Linked DNA regions of Anser cygnoides: region 2 is linked to region 1. A link is a contact called in public Hi-C data. All regions are on one chromosome and are shown on one strand. The core of a region is the stretch at or near the end of the contact, and the rest is flanking DNA. Distances in the headings are between cores, read along the strand shown.

Evidence for each region. Hi-C and Micro-C count contacts between places; a contact is called where the count stands out from the background.
Region 2: a contact with region 1 is called in a Hi-C map of liver, with 8 times the contacts expected there. The contact joins the promoter of HMGCL here to the promoter of NDUFS5 in region 1. A contact is called at or near these places in 2 of 7 Hi-C or Micro-C datasets (both in liver).

Annotation. Positions count from the first base shown.
Region 1 is chr24:6,857,153-6,861,266 of Taihu_goose_T2T_genome, reverse strand. It overlaps NDUFS5 (NADH:ubiquinone oxidoreductase subunit S5), which reads right to left and starts at 2,173. Exons shown (of 2, transcript XM_048049535.2): 1 at 1,868-2,173; 2 at 1,111-1,420. The coding sequence starts at 2,083. The coding sequence ends at 1,316. It overlaps AZIN2 (antizyme inhibitor 2), which reads right to left. Exons shown (of 11, transcript XM_066982428.1): 10 at 3,859-4,070; 11 at 3,163-3,512. The coding sequence ends at 3,371.
Region 2 is chr24:7,181,803-7,185,916 of Taihu_goose_T2T_genome, reverse strand. It overlaps HMGCL (3-hydroxy-3-methylglutaryl-CoA lyase), which reads left to right and starts at 2,163. Exons shown (of 9, transcript XM_066982501.1): 1 at 2,163-2,352; 2 at 2,676-2,759; 3 at 2,863-2,970; 4 at 3,380-3,475; 5 at 4,000-4,114. The coding sequence starts at 2,302. FUCA1 (alpha-L-fucosidase 1) reads left to right here. Exons shown (of 10, transcript XM_048049657.2): 9 at 726-825; 10 at 1,521-1,759. The coding sequence ends at 1,661.

The DNA.
Region 1 (4,114 bases), core at 924-3,423:
AGCGGTGCCATGCCTCGCAGAGGTGCAGCTCGCCCCTTACAGCGATGCCAACCCCCCAGTTTTCAGGAGCAGGCTACCAGAACACACGCTGGTTATGAAACCAGCCGCTCTCTCTGGCTACATTAATCATTCTGCCACTACATGAATGATTTGTAACACGTTTTGGGGAAGAATGGGCCTGTCGCAGTCATCTTCAGCCCCAAGAGCAGGCAGCCTGTTCTCATCCGAAGACAGGCGATGATCCTCCTTTGGGAGGATCGGGAACCTCACACGCTCCACCTGTATCGGAGATTAAGCGTGAAGCCCACGATCACCGGCATTAAAACCCTGGATTAAAGCACGGATATTTCCCCTCTCTACTTCCAGGTACTCACCTGCTTTAACGCTGTTACAAAACCGTGCTGGATTGGGGAGGGATATGGAAAACCCTCCCTTTTACAGGCAGAACAGGGGCTTGGGGGAGGAATGTGGAAAATGCTCCCTTTTAAAGGGAGAACGGTGGCGCAGGCAGCTCCAGCGGCCAGGACCACGGGACAGCGGCCAGGGCTACTGCAGCTGCCATCAGCAGGGCCTGGTGCTCGCTGCCAGGCTCAACGGATCGCGCTGACGCACCGGGTTTCAGAGCAAAGCCTCCCAGCCCCCAAGCAGGGGAAACAGAACACACACAGACCAAAACAGCAGTAGAGAAACAAAATCTGGCTGTTTCTGCCCTAAATCCTAGTGAAAGAGAGGTGTTTTAAGCAGGTTTTCACCTCACACACCAATACATCCAAATGAAAAGTGACTGGGAGCAGCCCCAGCCACGTATCCTGCCTGTAAAACTGTGCTAGACGTGGACATTCATTTAGGAGGGAGCTTTGCAGGACAAGTTTGGATGGGTTTTTACTCCTTTATTCTATCCCCACACGCTTTTGGGGCCGACTGCCCTGCCCGCAGGTGAGGCAGGGAGGGAACACGAGCACCAAGGAACTCGCCATGGCTGCCCTCATCAGAGGGGCACAGCTCCTGGTCATCCCCAGCACCAGGGCAGCACCTCAGGCTGTTAACCTGGCAGGAGGGCTACAGAGACACTCAAATATATTTTATTCAGAAAGACACGACAGAGCTGAACGCTGTTCCAAAGGAGACGTTTACTAGCACAGCATTAACGCCTGACACGGGTGTCATTCCCCTTCAGTCAGGGGCAAGGCCGTCAGGCAGCCCCGACCCCGCGGTACGTGGACCAGCCGCAGCGGAGCCCAGCCGTGCCAGGCGCTTTCTTTGCAGGGGCTTCACTTCCTCGGCTGCAGACGACTGATGTGGGGGTCCGAGCGCGTCAAGGCTTGGGCTCTTGCTGGCTGCTGTAGTAGTCAGGCGGGACGTACTTCCCTTCCTTGATCATCTTGTCCCTCTGCTCCAGGATCTTTTTCAGACGCGCAGCCTGACAAAACACATGGGAGAGTTGACAGGGATGTATAACGGGCATCACAGCGCTTACGAGCGCTCACACGGCCACAAGTGGAACCCTGGCACAGCCCCAAGGGAGCTGCATGCACGCAGGACCCTCACTAACCCTTCCCTTGGGCGTTCTCACGCGGTTAAGACACATTTTACTACCAAATATTACGAGTTTTGAGTCAGAGACGCTCTCTGCTTCCTGAGAAAGCCGAGGGCTGACCCTCCACGCACCTCAGCTCTCCAGTTAGGCTGCCACCCACAAGTCCCCGACCGACCCCCAGCACCCCGCTTCTCCCCCTGAATCCCCCTTTTCCCCCCGCACCGCCCCGGGGGGCTCAGGCACCCCCCCCCCCATTTACCAGAGCCCCTCTGCCGGCCCCCCGCGGGCACAGAGGGGCCCGGAGGCAGCCCGTGGCCGGGCGCCGCTCACCAGCTTGGTGCGGTGCATGCACTCCATGAAGTCCTCGTACTCGGGCCGGCACTCGCGGCGGGCCCGCGTCTGGCCCAGGCCGTGCCCGCACTCCACCCACTCCCGCTCGAAGGCGTGGCAGGCCCCGGCGTTGCCGTAGGGCTGCGCGGTGCTCTGCCGCAGCAGCCAGCGGTCCATGTCGAGGCCCATCTGCCGCTGCAGGTCCAGGAACGGCATGGCGGCGGACACGGGCACCGGCACCGGCACCGCCGTCCTTCACCGGCCCTTGCGCGACGCCCGCCGCCGTCAAGCGCGGCCGCTGCCGCGACCTCCGCGCCGCGCTTTACGGCCGAGGCGGCGGCACGGGCACGGGCACGGCGGCACCGCCCGGCAGCGCCCCCTGGTGGCCGGGAGGGGGAGCGCCCGCCGCGCCCCGGCGCCCCCTGCCGGGGGTGGGCCCAGTGATCCCAGTGCCCAGTGGGCCCAGTGCTCCCAGTGATCCCAGGGATCCCAGTGCTCCCAGTGGGCCCAGTGTCCCCAGTGATCCCAATGCCACCAGTGCCACCAGTGATCCCAGTGACCCCAGTGCCACCAGTGATCCCAGTGTCCCCCGTGCTCCCAGTGTTCCCCGTGCTCCCAGTTCCCAGTGATCCCAGTGTTCCCAGTGACCCCAGTGCTCCCAGTTCCCAGCGCTCCTAGTGACCCCAGTGCACAGTGCCCCCAGTGTTCCCAGCGCTCCCAGTGCTCCCACTGCTCCCAGCATCCCCAGTGCTCCCAGTGATCCCAGTGCCCTGCACTCCCAGTAACTCCAGTGCTCCCAGTGACCCCAGTGCCCAGCGCTCATAGTGCTCCCAGTGATCCCAGTGCCCCGCACTCCCAGTAACTCCAGTGCTCCCAGTGACCCCAGTGCCCAGTGCTCCCAGCGCACCATGCTCCCAGTGTTCCCAGTGCTCCCAATTTCTGGCTCTCAGGGTCTCACAGCATCCCCATTTTTTGGCTTTTGTGGCCTCCCCCCACCACAGTGCTGTGGCAGCAGGCAGGAGGGCTCCTCAGGGGGGCTCATTAGGGTGCCACCCAGCCTCCCCCCCAGCTGTACCCACATCCCAGAGCCCACCCCTGTCTCCAAGCCCCCCCAAGCCCCTGGGGTCCCTCCGGATGCCTGAACACAGCCCCCAAGGCTTGGGTGAGCAGCCCCAGCTTCCCTAACGAGCGCAGCCTCGTAATGCAGCTACCTGCTTATCAGAGCCGGCTCCTCTGCCACCTCGGGCACAGGGAGGGGAGGAAGAGCCCGAGGGCTCCTCAGCCATAACCTGAGCCACGCTCAACAACCATTTATTTCCATAACTCTTTAAAAAAAGAACCCAAACCCGTCAGCCTGCCCGCCCAGCCCCTGCAGCAGGCACACAGCACCACACGAGCAGGAGGAGCAGGATCCACGCGGGGCGCTGAGGGCTGCCCGTGGGTCCCAGGACGGGGTGTGAGCGCAGGGGTGCTGGCACAACACCTTCCCCATCCCCGTGCTGCTCAGATGATGCCGGCCGGAGCGAAGACCGGGGGGACGCAGAGCGACTCCACCATCTCCCAGCCACACGACAAGGGGGTGCAGGCGCTCTCGTGGTCGTCTTCTGCTGACAGCAGCTTCCCCTGGAAGAGCTGGACGGCCTTCCTGCAAGCACGAGACACCCGGGGGGCGCGAGGGCACCCACTCATGAAATGCCACAGGGTGGGCCCAAGGAAGGGGAACTCGGGGGCTTTCGCTTCTCCAGAGCCCCAGCCCCGTCTGCACAGCCAGAGCTGATCTGCCCCCACAGCTTCTCCAGTGAAAAATTGTCTCAGGATTTAAAACCTGGCTCGTTATTTAATAACCCCAGTGGCCAGGTTTTGACCCTGAACCCCCAGGGTCTGCCCCCCTCAGATCTGACCCTCTCCCCTGGGCACAGAGCCCGGCCTGGGCGCTGCTCGGAGCCTCCCTCTGGAAGCCCCCGGCCCTGCTCACCAGGACGGTCTCTTACCAGGCCAGGCGCGACATGGCGTAGGTGACCTGTGGCTGGGAGCGCCCACCCAGCAGGGACGACGCGGCGATGGTGTATGCACCCATGTCCTGGAAAATCAGCCAGTCGCCGTCCTGCAGGTCGGGCAGCTCCATGCCTTCGGCAATCCGGTCCTCTGAGTGCCCCGGCGGACCCCGGAGGCTGCTGCATAAGAGGTGGTCTGGGCAAGGCTTCTGCGGGGGAAAGATCGGGCAGCCACAGGGAATGAGGGCACCTG
Region 2 (4,114 bases), core at 914-3,413, 320 kb before region 1:
ATTGCCACCAGGTGCAGATGGCTTTTAGGTAACGTCCTACAACTGGAGTGCTCACTTACTGCCCCAGGGCGTTATCTAAGAAATATCCTGCTGGAAAGAAGAGAATAAAGATCAGGGCTTCAGCTGTCTTACATGATTTTAAAAAACAATTGTTCCCTTAAAAAAAAATCCTACGCTGTTGCTGTCAGGACTGTTTAAGTAGTGGTCGTGGCTAGTTTGAATTGCACAAATGTAGTTAGTTTAAATGAATGTAGTCTGTAAATGTAGTGATATTTGCTTTTAGGTTGTTATATAATAGTACTGCGTACTGTTACCCAACTGTTACACTTGCTGAGAAGAGCACAGTGAGCGAATCAAGAGCCAGAAGTGCTACAAAACAGAGCTGTTGGTTCTAAGTGTGCTCAAGCATGTTCAGCCTCGAAATGCAGAGCAATGACAAGATCAGTGTACGACAGCGTATCTGCTCTGTTGACCTCAGTCTGATGAAAGGACAGATGACATTCGCTTTTAGGAAACGTGCGTGGACTTTGTTTAGGTTTCATCAGCCAGGGCTTACTGGCTAAATGGTGGGTTCAAAGCGACTGATTTTGGAACTAGGGGAAAGTAGGTGACCCCTGTATGGTGCCAGTAGGTGAGCTGGTGTTCTCGTGCTGTCTGGAAAGGTCAGGCTTGTGTGGATCTCTCTCCTGTGGGCTTTTCACCTAGCTGAACTCTTGCTCTCTTAGGTACACTTCTAAAGGACCAGTTGTCTATGCCATTTTTCTGATCTGGCCTCAGGACAACGTGCTGCAGCTGTCCTCACCCACCCCATCCCCGGCCACGCAAGTAAGGAACCTGAAGAAAAAAGAGAGAATGCACTTTGAGAGCCCATCTTGGGAAGGCATGGGGTGGGAAGGCCCAACCCGACTTCATTTGGAAACTGGGGAGAACACGGCAGTTGGCATCACTTACTTCTTGCTCTGGGATGGCTTCACCCAGAGTCTTGCAGCATCCCAGGTTCAGGTTTTGTCACTGTTCAACACAGAGCAGTGGGTAGGACTGGGCAGGAGAGGCTTGTGGTCTGCCATAGAACAGGTAGGAACACGTCTCCCCTTTTGTTCCTGTTGACCCAGGGAGGTGAGGTCAGTAACAAGCCTCACACATAGAAGGGATCACGGGTATTACATCCCCAATTCAGATCAGGTACACTGACCCGCTAGTTGTAAGTGTAAGTGACGCAAATGCTGGGGTGCCCTTTGCTCTGAACAAACAGAGGTGAAGCCTCTCAGGTAAAAAAAAAAAACAAAACAAAACAACACAACACCTAAAACCAAACAAACTACAGTCAAAGGTTTGGCCCCAAAATACCCTTCGCGTTGCCTTTGTACACAGTGAGCGATGGGTGGAAACGTGCAGGACTGCTTTTAACGTGTGGGGAATGTTATGCAGAGACTGAAACGTGTGCTGGGTGTACCGGGGTGACCGAATGGGGAGCGCCTGTGGAAGCCACAGCTGAGCGTTTCCCCTGCCCTTTTTTGCAGGTGTCGATGTTGGGTTTTGCAGGGACTCTGGAGTGGCAGAAGGCCCCGGGTAAGGGACTGCTGGTAACTCTGCCACCCGTGCCTCCATCTCCCGTGCCTGCGCAGCCTGGCTGGGCTCTCAGGCTTGAGGGTGTGAACTGACAGCCCTGGCCTGACAGCAGCTGCCCCCCCGGCCTGTCTTTTGTATTAAGTCTAAGATGATTTTTCATTCACTGTTGAATAAATCGCTTTTCTCTCGAGAGAGTTTCTCGTCTGCCCGCTCTGTCTGTCCGTCGGTCTGTAAGTCGCTGTCTGTCCGGGCTGCCCGCTGCGGCGCGCTGCTGGCGGGGCACGGCCCGCGGGGAACAGCGGGGCCCGCTGGGTTGACGCCGAGCTCCTTGGCAGCTGCTGGGGCTCCGCCGCCGTGCTCGCGTGGGGCGAGGCCGCGCTCGGTGCCGGTGGGGACCGGCAGTGACCGCTCCGCAGGGGCCGGGCCGGGCCGGGGCTGCGGAGGGCGGGCGCGGGGTGGGGTGGGCGCAGCGGGGCCGCTGCCCGGGGGGCGGGGGGGGGGGGCGGGGGGGCCGGGGCCGTGCAAACACGGGGCTGTTTGCTCAGCGCCGCCGGCACCGGGGCCGCCTATAAAGGGGCGGCTGCGGGCGGCGGGGGCAGACCGGGAGCGGCCCGGCCGGACCCCGAGCGCGCGGCGGGAGCAGCCCGGCCACAGCCCGAGCGCAGAGCGGCCGCAGCCGGTCCCCGTCGCCGTTCCCGGTGCAGCCCGCCCGCTGCCGCTCCCGCCCCGCCGATGCCGCGCTGCGCCGCGCTGCCGCCGCCCCGCGAGGCCGCCCGGGGCCAGGTACGGGCGGGGGGGGGCGGGGGGGGGGGGGCGGCTGCCCGCCGCCGTCACGTGACCGCCGGGCCCCCCGCTCTGGGGCACGTGACGGCGCGGTCACGTGGGGGGCGGCAACCATGGCGGCGGCGCGGAGGCTGCTGCCGCGCTGGGCGGGATCGCTGCGGCCGGTGAGGGGCGGGGGGGGCCCGGGGAGCGGGAACTGGGACGGGGACCGGGGACAGGGACCGAGGACCGGGAGGGGGACGGGGATAGGGACAGGGACGGGGGACCGGGACGGGAACCGGCCCCGCCCCGCTCCCCTGACGCCCGCCCGTCTCTGCCCCCAGATCAGCGCCGCGGCCGCCGGCGCCCTCCCGCCCCGCGTGAAGGTGGTGGAGGTGGGGCCGCGCGACGGGCTGCAGAACGAGCAGGTAGGGCGGGCACCGGCACCGGCACCGGCACCGGGCGGGCAGGCGGAGGGCCGGGCGCGGGGCCGACCCCCCCCCCCCCGTCGTGCGTCTCGTTTGCCCGCAGAGCATCGTGCCGACGCCCGTGAAGATCGGGCTGATCGACATGCTGTCCGGGACGGGGCTGCAGGTCATCGAGGCCACCAGCTTCGTGTCGCCGCGGTGGGTGCCCCAGGTCAGTGCTCCGGGGGGTCCCGGCGTGGGTCTGGGGGGACGACGGGCCGGCGAGCAGACCGACCCCCCCCCCCCCCCAGCCCTCGGCACCGCGTCTGTAGCGAGCGAGGCGCAGAAAAGCCAAACGACGGCGCTTCTGCTGCTGTGGCCCTTCCCTCCGCACCCGGGGGAGCGGCGCGGGCTCACGCGCAGCTGGCGGCGCACGCGGTGACTCCGGCTCGGCCGGTGACCGACCTTTGGTCCGTCCAGGTGCGCGGTGCTGGGGGCTCTCTAGAGGCCAGTTTCCCCCCGTTCTGCGTATCGCTGTTCCCATTCGTAAAAAATGAATTTTAGGAAATGTTTTATAACTTGTGGAAGTGGATGACAAGCGTGTCGACACCCTTAGAAATCTGTCCGCGTTCCCTTTGCAGATGGCCGACCACACTGAAGTCATGCAGGGGATCAATAAGTTGCCTGGTGTTAGTTATCCCGTGCTGACCCCGAATCTGAAAGGATTTCAGGCAGCGGTAAGAGATCGCAGTGTTAGTGCTGGCAGCGTCCTGTGCGCAGGGCTGCCTGTGAAGGAACGTTTCAGCTGTGGTGAAGGGTGGGAAGCGCCCCTTGCATTCTGGTAGGCAGCAGTTTCATCTTACAGTTCCTTGAAAAAGGAATTGCTCTGCTGGGGAGCTAGAAACCTGATGTTTATGTCAGAGAACACCTCAGTATGCTTTCTTTAATCGTAAAAACTTGTCCGTTCTTTTAATGGGCAATGATGCTCTCAGGCCCATCTGCATGTCCCACAGCCCTCATGACTGCATCCAGCACTTGTGGCTTCATTGTCACGTCTGTAACTTTCTGTTTGTTCTGAAGATAAACCAGGATGCCTCGTGTTTTTGCTTTAGAATGAACTGAGGAAAGAACTAGGTCATCTGGGGAAGAACTGGGAGGAAAAACTTTTTCTATAAAAGGGGAGAACTGCAGTCCTGGTTGTGCTGGTCATTTCCCTTGAAAGATAAATCATCTCACTTTAATTAATGCTTTCTGTTGGCAGGTGGCAGCGGGGGCCAAGGAAGTGTCCATCTTTGGAGCAGCGTCAGAGCTCTTCACCAAGAAGAACATCAACTGCTCCATAGAGGAGAGCCTGGAGAGGTTCAGCGAAGTGATGA